Regions from separate parts of the Gossypium hirsutum genome. Here region 2 is linked to region 1. Evidence: chromatin contacts called from public Hi-C data. All regions are on one chromosome and are shown on one strand. The core of a region is the stretch at or near the end of the contact, and the rest is flanking DNA. Distances in the headings are between cores, read along the strand shown. Region 1 holds the start of LOC121214512. Region 2 has its middle 17 kb from the start of LOC107910444.

Region 1 (5,685 bases), core at 839-3,338:
GGGGCAAAAGCTTTTCTTATGTCTTTTTTGTTCTCTTTCAGGGCCTGCGTCCGGAACTACCTGAGAATGCACATCCAAAACTCTTAGATTTGATGCAGAGATGTTGGGAAGCAGCTCCTGACAAGCGACCGTCCTTCTCGGAGATAACAACTGAGCTTGAGACACTTTTTGAGGAAGTTAAGGTATACAATCTTCACAATTAAGTTAACTTTTACTTTCTTTGAAGAGTGATTTCTTTGCATGTAATAAAGTGTAAAATTACAGGAAACAACAGAAGCAGTAAATGGGAACTGAAGATTTTTGTTATGTAAGTAAGCTGATTGACACATTTTAATATATCTTTTCATCACATAGTAAGTATAACTACACACGGAAGGGACACCCTAAACAAAATGCTGATTCGCAATTCTTTTTTGGTTGTCTGTTTTGTTTTTGTAATAACACTCTCTTACTTGAACATGGTGTAGAAAGAAAAAAAATATGCTTAAATGCAAATATGATACGAAATTTCCTCGCTAGGTGATAGTTTTCTTCTGGCTATTATATCACCGTTCTTAAAGTACTTTCATTTATTTGTTGTTATTTTGCATTAAAAGAAAAACTTGATTCTTTAATGGATAAATTTTTTCTCCACTATTTTTTCCCCAGTAGTTTACTTTTTTTTTTCTCGTAGTTAGGACATTGTATTTAAGTTCTATTCTTTGAGTAGTTACATAATTAATTGTAATATAAGTCACATTACACTTCCAAGGAAAGAACACTGATACAAATTTTGGAACCGATATTCTTGGCAGGATTAGCTATGAACCTGAAATAATTAGGGAAGAGAAACTCATGTTGCCATTTGAACTTGCCATCCATGAATCATTTGATTTATGGCAATGGTTAACCAAGGCATCCTTGATTTCCAAGACAGATCAAAACTATAGCAGTGGATAGTTAATTCCACAAATCTAAAATAAATACCCAAAATTAATTTAAACATAAAAATTTCATCTCTTTAATTTGTACAATAATAACGACACTATCTATCTTGAGCATAATTTCTCAATGATCCTTTCCCGCCTCAAGAAACACACCATTGATCAGAATTAGGCACCCCATTCCCACACTTAGAATCGTCCTCGCACTCTGAATCGTCCTCGCACTCTATCAATGCCTCCGTTTGAGCTTCCTGTGCCATGGTTTCCGCCAACTTGTCTGGACTTATCACCAACTTCACCTTTCACACTCTGGGTGTTGCTGACTCATCCGTGTCGGTTCTCTTCAACATTCGATATGGAGACGAAGAAGTAGATACGAGATCGTTGTTGTTGAGGGGTAGGTAGTTAGTAGAGCTAGCCTACGCGGAGCTTTTTGTTTTGAAGTAGTGGCTGCCTTTTGTTGTGAGGTAGTTAGTAGGGTGTGGTAAATGGCCATGTCTGGGAACTTTTTGGTTATGCACATGGCGGTGATGGGTGGTGGTAGCTCCATGATTCCGCCATTGGGTGTTGCCACTTTTATTGTTTCTACAGCTTCACTGAATGGTTTGAAAACGAAATTGCCCATATTAGGTCACTGCTTGCCCTCTTTTGGTGTCCTTGTGAGCATACTAGGGTTCATTAGCAATTTTATCAATTGCTAGCACATAGTTGACTTCAATCATTCCTTCCACTACCTTTTCACGAACAAAGCTACAATGCTTCATTAGAGCATGCTAGACAAGATTTGCAGCGTGGGTCACAGCATTGGTGGTAGCACACCATATGTAGGTACATGTGGCAAGTTGATACCCATCTTACATAGCTGTAACATGATCCTCATCATCACACAGTGTTTGCCTAGCGTCAATATTCAGCTTTTGCTGAAGACTGAGATACAACCACTTGCTTCTTGGAGCTTCAGCCAATGGTTAGGAACAGTCAATATTCAGCATAAACTGTTTCAATTGCCTCAATATGAGTAGCCTACCAAAACTTAAATTTTTGCATGGCTAGAACAGTAGCCCTTGATATAGCGTTCCTTTGAGATATTTAAGGATACAGTTGGTAACTTTGCTATGTTATACTTCGTAAATCGACTTTGTTAATATTTACGAAAATAATGAAAAATGTAGGCGGGACAAACGAATAAAGTAATTGCTTATATATTATTCCACTCGAAGGATACACGTTAGAAAAGCTAGAAAATAGAAAGAAAATATCTAAACCATACAATTACTTCTACAATTCAATCTATAAATTTTAAAGATTTTTACGTATAAGCTATATTTCATTATCTCCCTCAAGTTAGAGTGTAAATGTTATAAATATAATACACTTGAACTCCATAAAGAGTTTTTATGAAAAGATCTCATGGTTGATTTCCAAATTTCACACATATTGTGGAGGAATTTTTTGTTGAATCTTTTCACGATGGATGAAATGACCATATATCTCAAAAATTGTAAAATTCAATATTAGAGATAATATAAAGAGCAACTTAATTATCAAGGCATATTTTTGTTGGTAATAATTTTTAAAACCAACTTCATTCTATAGTTGTATACCCATATTATTTCACTCACAAATTGTGCCATGACTTTATATTTCGATTTTGCACTAGATTAGTACGTTACATTTTGTTTCTTGTTTTTCCACGAAATTAAATTCCTTCTAATAAAAATGTATTATCTCATAGTGGATATTTTGTTGACTTTGGATCTTGTCCAATTTGCATAAGAACAAAACATTCAATATTGGTGTGTCGATGATTCCTATACAATAGCCCCCGTCTATGACCTCCCATCAAATAACATACAATTTGTTCCAAGATTTCCCAATGATTAACAATTGGAGATGAAATGAACTAGCTTAGAACACCCACAGGGTGAGCAATATATGTGAGTTGTAGATGAGGCATTATTGGTGTGCTTTCGTTATTTTTACCGATAGAGAACATATTTTCTCTAAGACAGACATCACCTTTCTTACTTCATGTGACCTCAACCCCAAAGAGATACTTCAAGTACTCCAAATCTTTAGTTTGAAACTGAATATGAAGAAGAAAACTTCAAAGATGAAATGCCTGGAATATTGCTTCCAGTAATGACAATATCACCAACATACACGATTAAAAGGATTATACTAACCTCAGATTACTTATAGAACATCGAATGATAACAATTACTTTTCTTCAATCCAATTATTGGATTACCTCACTAAATTTACCAAACTAAGCTCGAGGGCTTTGTTTCAAACCATACAAAGATTTGCAAAGACAACATACTTTCCCGTTCTCCCTTTGAACAACAAATTCATTGTGGTTGCTCCATATAGACTTCTTCATGAAGACCATCGTGTATCTTGATGTCTAGTTGATGTACGGGCCAATCGTGGCAGCTATCATCCAAATTTTTCGATATAGAAAGAGGCACTATTTTAGGACACACTAGTGAAATTCTAAGAAAAAAATTGAAAAAGAAGATTGATAAAGAGAAATTTTAAAGGATTTATAATGATTTATGGTCGAAAATCAATGAAGTAAATTTTGTATGTGAAAAGGTGGAAAAATGACTAAATTGAAAAACTAAAAAAGTATGAGGATTAAAGTGTAAAGTGACCAATTAGGGAAATTATAGATTGATAATGATTTATTGATATTAATATGTCATGGGAAATGTATTTGTATCAAGAAAAACAAGTTTGAACTAAATTGAATAAAATAAAAAGTACAAGGACCAAATTCAAACTATTCCATTTTGGTCTAAAAAGGATAAAAATGTAATTTTTGTATGGTTGAATATTATTATGGACCTTTATGATGATATGTGAAGTTTTAATGTGTTAGTGTCACATTTGGTATTAATAAAGTGAAGTGAGACGAGAAAGGGACTAAAAGTATAAATTCTCCATTAAAAGATATTTTGGGACTTTTCAATAATATATTAATGATGGTTTTAGAATTTATCTTTGTATTGATATTAGAAATTTTAAAGCATGGAAAATTGTGGGTCATCCATTTACATTTTGTGTTGATTTTGACTATCAAAGGAATAAAAGAAAGGAAAAAAAGATGAAAACTTTCATATTTTCCTCCCTTTGTGTTGTCCCCCTTCGTGGAAGAAGAGAAAATTTTCTATTCTCATTTCTTCCTTCTCTCTCTTAAATCCAACAAAAAAAAAACCCATTTGTAAACCTAATTCCACCATCATCTTCATCATTGGAAGCAAGAGTTTTCATGAGCTAGAGAAAGCTTGAGTTAGGGTAAGAAAGTGAAGAATAAGGTAAGAAAGTGCATTTTTGCTATCTTTAATATGAACATTTAAGGTTGCTTGGTATGATTTCTTCATGAATATGCTTTTTGGGTATTATGTGTGATATGTATTGTGAATGAAAGAAATTGATATATGGGTAGTGAAACTTTAGGCTAGTGAGAATAACGAAAATTGGTGATTTTGTTGTTTCAAAGGAAGGTAAGTACTCAAGGAACCATCTTTACTTTATTTGAAGTAAAATTAATAATCCTTAGAGTTTAAATGGTTAAATGTTAAGATGAGATTACTCATTAATGTTCATAAGTGAAGAAAATAGTTTAATCAAAATGAAAATAGTGACGAGTATAATTATGCCCTAGTCTTAGACTAGAATGTGAATATTGAGAACTAATGCACTTTGATAAGTATTAAGTCAATAATTGACTTGAAATATGATAAATGACAATTTTAATGATGATGATGATGATTAATTTGTGTAGAAAAAGGCCAGTTAAGACATTAAATAGGTCATCAAGTGAATTGTTGTATAATATGAAAAAGGAGTATTAATGCCTTAACTAATGTGTCTAGGGGTGAGTGTTCGATCGAATGGAACTGAGTCAAATGAAAAAAGTTCAAGTGAATTGAGTTGAAGAGTATTATTTTATCATCCTAACTTAATTTAAAATTTTTTCGAATCGAGTCGAGTGGAATAGAATTCGATTCGATTCGAATCGAATTGAATATATTTGTTCAAGTTAAATTTAAAAAATAACTCTAGTGTTATTTATTTTTATGCAATCTTTCTTAAAAATATTTTTCTTTAAAGTTTTTAAACATGATCATACAAAGAAAAATTGAAGTAAACAAGTGAACAAATAAAAACAGTCCAAGTAAACAACAATAACAACAATAACAACACAACAAGATTATAATAGAAAATATAAGCAAAAGTCCAAAATACAAAAGAAAACTACATTAGTCCAAACAACAAAACAAAAAATAAAAACAACACAACAAAAGTCTAATAAACCAGCAACAATAACCCAATAAACTAGTAACAAAAACACATCAGTTCAAAAACCGTTATAGAATAGCGTAAGCTTCTTCTTTTCCTTTAAACACCGTAAGTAAAATTGAAACATCTATTTAAATTTATAAACTAATGATAAGTATATTATTATCTTCTTGATCTTCGGGTATTTTGGACAAGTCTAGCAAATTTAAAAACAAAAGTGTTAGTTAAATTATGAGAATGCTTACTAATATAGATAACATTAAAACTTATTTTATGAATCAAAATTAATATATTTCCATTTTCCATGGTTTGAAGTTCATTAACATAGTCTTTAAGATTGATGAGATCATTAGATTTCTGAAGCCAATCTTATGTGCAAACCAAAGCCTCAACCATGAGAGGAGTTAGAGAACTTCTAAAATTATTGAGAACACGTCCACACATGTTAAATGCA
Region 2 (5,685 bases), core at 1,882-4,381, 200 kb after region 1:
CAGGATGAGTGAGCCTTTGATGCTCGTTTCAAATTAATTCAAGCATTTTTAAAATTAACGTTAATAAAAGGGAAGGATTGTATTTAAAATTCTTTCAAAGTTTTCAATTTTTGACATTTAGACATTAATTAATTAATTAGGTGTCAATTTTGGGCTTGACGAGGATGCTTATCCTTCCTCGCACGTAACCGACTCCCGAACCTGTTTTCTCGAATTTCGTAGACTAAAATCGTTGTTTTGATAAATCGAAATATTTTATTAAAACAATCAAATTACAAGGTGACCCGATCACACCTCATAAAAAAAAGATTGGTGACGATTGTCATTTTCATTTTAAATATAAAGGTCGACCCATACAAAAAAATGGTTTCGACAATACTCTAGATCTGTTCCGTACTGTTTATACAACTATTATTAAGTTCTTTGCGTTACTACGATTTATATATTACGCTCTGTTTATTTATATTTGAGTTTGGTTATACGCTATGTTTGGTAACTTGCCCTTTGTCTTACCTTTATTTGTTCAGGAAAACATCTGGTTTAGGATTGGACGACGTACAGGAGCTCAGATTGTTTTACACTAAAATAACTACGATTTAATCTTTTAGGTTTGTAATATGTTTTGGACTTGCCTTGTTTTTTTTTTATAATCCCATTAGTATTTCTGATTTTCAAAGTTAAAACTCTGAAAAAGAATCAGTTTTTAATACGTTAGCGTAACCCTTTGAGATTCGACTTGAACTTCTAAGTCGGGCTTGGGGTGTTACATAAGTTTTATATGAAAGATATCTTTTTTTACAGGACTATAAATCAAAATTTTAATAAGCATTTAAATAAATTATTTTTATTGACTTAAGTATTAAATAAGTCAAGTACTTTTTCCAAAAGAAATATCAATTAAGTCTTTTTTTTTTCGAAAAATGCACATAATTAAGTTCTTAGATATTAAAAATCCATCAATTAAACTTTTTGACTAACAATTTTCATCATTAATTGTTACTTTATTTATGCCACTAATAACAATCTTTGAGTCAGCCATTCAGCTATTAATGTTAGTCAAAAATAAAAAAAAAATTCAAAAGAATATAAAAATTATTGAAAATATTAAGTTCATAATGAATTTAGATATATGGACATTCAAGTTTATTTAAATATGGATATCCATTTGTCTAGATTCACTTTGGTTGTAATTTTTTTAATTATAAAATTTAAAAATGTAAAAAGAAATTATTAAAAATTTAAAATATTATAAAATTATAAAAAGAAGGAGAAGTGGTGGTTACTTTTTAGTTTACCATTTCAACAAAGGAATAATATTTGATGTATCGACGATGCATAAGCCTCATCCATCATAGTGAACAATAATATGAGATATCATCAATAAATTAAACAAAAAATTTGAAGACTTATAAATAAATACTAATAATTTTATTTAAATATAATTAAGCATTATTCGTAACTATTATAAATAAATATTAATAATTCTCGAATTTAGGATCTTAAGTTTATGGGTTTAAGGTATCGGGTTTAGATTTCAAGATTTTAACATTTATTTATAACTAATTATTATTTAATTATGTTTAAATAAAATTATTAGTATTTATTTATATGCCCTCCATTATTTTTTGTTTTATTTAATGATGATGTGTTATGTTATTATTCACCAATGGTGCATGGAACTTATGCACCGATAGTGCATCAAATATTCTTCCTTCAACAAAAATATGTGTTTTTTTATAACAACTTTTTATAATTTTATTTGTTATATAATACTATTTTTTTCTCATATCATGGATATGTCATAGTCTAGTAAAAAAATTAAAGTCTTTCGAATTGACAATGAAAATTTTATCTCTATAGTGTTTACTTTTTTTTTTTTCACTTTAGCTCTTAACTTCAAAAATTTAGTCAAATTATTATTTTTAGATGAAAAATTGATTGAACCATAAAATTTTAACCACGCCAACTTGACTATTTACATGATAGTTCACAAGTATTTCATAAATATTTAAAATAATAAATAAAAATTAATAGAAACTTTAATAAATTAAAAAATTCATAAATTTTTAAATATTAATATCAGTAATGCCATTAAAATTTTTAAAATTGAACTAATTTATTTATAAAAAAAACACATTACTCTACCTAAATTTTGAAAGTTGAGATTAAAATCGAATGAGATTAATTAATGTAGACGTAAATCTAATGATGTGATATTTTTTTATAAAAGAAAGGCTTCATATTTTTAAACAATATTAATTATAAATACCATTTCAGCTTTTGATCTTTGATGGCATCTTCAATGGCATATTCCTAGAAAGGCACATTATTATTATTATTATTATTATTATGGTCATAGAAATGACATTATTATTTTTTATAGAGCAAATCACATCATTGAGTATTACTCCATGTGCATTGTAATCGTACCCAAATTTCTATGATTTATTATCCTATGACTTGATTGGACTTCGCAAATCTTAGACTGGTAGACTGAAATAGTTATGACTTTTTTTTTCCTTTCGATTGAGAAGATACTGCCAGCGGATACTAAATATATTATAATAAATTCTTTCAATTTATACATTCAAAATAATTATATTCATAATCAATTATTCAGTGTATACTAATTAAAATATATTCAAATTTAAATACGTAATGTGAATATTTATATATTAGGAGTTAGATTTTATTTTATTTTATTTTTTAAAAAATAAATGAATTAATCTCGAATTGATCTTTTAGTTAAAAATTTTATTCGTTTCTACTGTTATACTTCATGTCGATGCACATGAACTAGTTTTTAACATTAGAAATAGATGAAATCTTTAATAAAATGACCGATTTACTATTTGATCTAACATATAAAGACTAATTTACTCATTTTTTTAAAATAAAAGAGACAAAATATAATGAGATGATATTAAATAAAAATAAATTTAAAGAAAAGCTGAGTGTAACACAAGCTTCCAAAATGCTTAAAAGATTGAAGTGGAAAGGAATTATGATTGGGCTCTTAACTTGGTTAGGTTGTTGCCCAATGTTTGTATCAGTCCCTCCAACTAAAAGGCATGGAATCTCTCTCATTCAAACAAAGCCCAGAATACAGACCTTTCGCTTCACTATTTGTTGAAACTGGATCAATCATATACTCAACCCTAATGTCTACACTTCTTCGCCAACAAGGAACATTATCCCAAGGCTATACTCATCTGTTTTCATCGTTCATATAAATACCCCTTTCAACCAAATTCATCTTTCTCAATAAAAATTATAAAATGATTCAAAATATTTCTAAAAATTCTAAAATTTATATAATTTTAAAAAATCATAATCTTTAAAAAAATTTAAAATTTAAAAAATTTCTAAAATAGTAATTTGGAGACTTAAATAAGTTAATTAATAATTCAAGCTTATCATTCTTTTCTCTTATTTTGCTTTGAAATTCTTTTTCAAATATATATGGTTTCAAATTTATGTGTTTTAACATGAAATTAGTTATACTGTAATAAGATTTTAATTTAACATGTTTATTTTTTTTAATTTAACTCGAATAATTTTACTTAATTTAACTTGACTTAATTCAAAAATTATAAATCGAATTAAAATGATAAAATAAGACTCGTCAACTTAATTAACTTGAAAATTTTCACTCAATTTAATTCAACCCTCCACCCTACTTCTATCATTCAAAATCCTGTTATTTGCTTTTCACTACATGCTATATGATGACCTCGTAACAACATCATTATCTAGAATTCTTTTAAAATTATTACAAGAACTCTAAAAATTATTAATGGGAGACCACTGACTGTTTTTATTTTCATTATTGTAAACTACAAGTTTATACTCCTTTTTTTTATTTTGCATGTTTTATCATTTGTTAATGCTTATTTCTTTAAGGAGTAAAAGCATGTGAAAATGTAGTGAAAATAGGAAAATTATTAATGTCGTCTCTTCACTCTTGTTTAATGTTTGTAAACTGCAAACATTTTATTATCGTAAAAGTTATAATTAAATTATAATTTTAAAAAAATTAATTTCACTCCTTGATGATCCCATGGTGGCATCTAAGTCTAACAACTCACTAATTTATAAATCCTTCTTTATATATATTGCTAAAATGTTAAATAAGTCCTTCAAAAATAATTAGAAAATTCAATTAAGTTCCTCATAGAAAAATTACACTTAATTGAACCTTTAAATCATTATTTGTACTTAATTAATAATTTGTCAACTATCATACCAACACTTAACGGCCCGTCAGGGGCTAATGAATTCAAGCATTTTAATTAGGTACATATCATGATTCACATGCTCAAATTGATGTATTTTTTGGTGAGGGGCTTAACTACTTTTTATTTTTAAATTATTTTTAGGGCTTATTTGATATTTTAACCTAAATTTTTACCTTTTTTTATTACAATTTTTAATAATTTTAGAATTCTCAAACTACTTACTTCAATTATACGAAATACAATTTTTTATTAACGAAAATAAAATTAAAAGCTTATATTCATGTAACAAATATGACGTGGAAAACTGTTCATATAAATAGAAATCTCCCTAAACATCCAATTTTTTTTGTTAATTTGATGTTTTTTTAATTTTTAAATTAAATTCAAAAACTTGAATTTTTTTAATGAAAATATTTATTGAAAGTTTAATTTTTAAACATGGTGACCTACATGGTAATCCATACGTACTTATTGTTAATTTTGTTGAAATTTTACAAACTTTTAATAATATTTTAAAACTTTTGAATTGTTACTATTTTATAAATACTTTTATAAATTTTAAATTATTTATTAATGTGACAAATAAAATAAATAATGTCATGTAATATAAAATATATGTGAACTGTTATATCAATACCATTAAAAAATTAATATTTTAATTAACATTTTTGTTAAAAAATAAATTTAACTCTTTTTAGAAAATTAGAATTAACTAGGAAGAGGGGAAATTAATAAAAGACATAAATAATTATGGCTATGTTAATTTTTTAAGTATTTATGGCTATGTTAACTTGGTCAGATGTTTAGCAATGTTAGCTTTCCCACCAACTAAAGTGCTTGAACTTTGGGTGGAGATTAAGTCTTAGAAACATTATTCAGTAAAGCCCAAAATATAGAACAATCATGTATTCAACCCTAATGTATTTTGTTGTGGCAAGGGAATCCAATATTTATCAAATTTAGATAAGGGTGGTGTAATAGGCCGATTTTGGTCGGGCCCAAATAAAAATAAAACAAATTCACTTAAACAAATAAAAGTCCAAAAAAATTACAATCCATTTTTCTTACAAATATCATAGCCCAATTCAGACTCAAATTAACCCATTACATATCAAGCCCAAACTCTAAATCCAAACTAAACCCTAGCCTACAAAACTTAAAAAAAATTCAGCCAAAAGAAACCCTAATATAGCCGCCGCTCCTAGCTGCCGCCCTTAGGCCTGCTCATGGCCACCGCATGCCAACCACCTCCACATGTGTCGCATGCCTCTGACACCTGCAGAGAGAAATCAATGTAAAACAGCAGAAGAAACAACTAAAAAAAACAAAAAAATAGAATTAAAAGTTGTAACTTGGCTATAAAACCCGAAATGTCCTCTTTGCATTTTTCTACGAACACATTAGAAAATAAAAAGAAAACAGAAAACAAAAACTCCAGAGGTGATTT

What was found. Hi-C and Micro-C count contacts between places; a contact is called where the count stands out from the background.
Region 2: a contact with region 1 is called in a Hi-C map of leaf, with 4 times the contacts expected there. The contact joins the enhancer-like site here to the promoter of LOC121214512 in region 1. A contact is called at or near these places in 11 of 34 Hi-C or Micro-C datasets (callus, fibers, leaf and 2 more).

The regions. Positions count from the first base shown.
Region 1 is chrD02:10,374,108-10,379,792 of Gossypium_hirsutum_v2.1, forward strand. It overlaps LOC121214512, which reads right to left and starts at 2,089. Exons shown (of 2, transcript XM_041088282.1): 1 at 1,270-2,089; 2 at 465-1,222. The coding sequence starts at 1,548. The coding sequence ends at 1,067. It overlaps LOC107910450 (serine/threonine-protein kinase STY46), which reads left to right. Exons shown (of 16, transcript XM_016838284.2): 15 at 42-182; 16 at 265-518. The coding sequence ends at 294.
Region 2 is chrD02:10,574,505-10,580,189 of Gossypium_hirsutum_v2.1, forward strand. No RefSeq gene overlaps it. Among protein-coding and RNA genes, the nearest start is that of LOC107910444, 17 kb to the right of the region's middle. Within about 2 kb of position 3,132, at least 3 of the 9 cell types and tissues checked have an H3K27ac peak or open chromatin away from gene starts, as enhancers often do. A contact at or near this core is called in leaf, where this site is marked.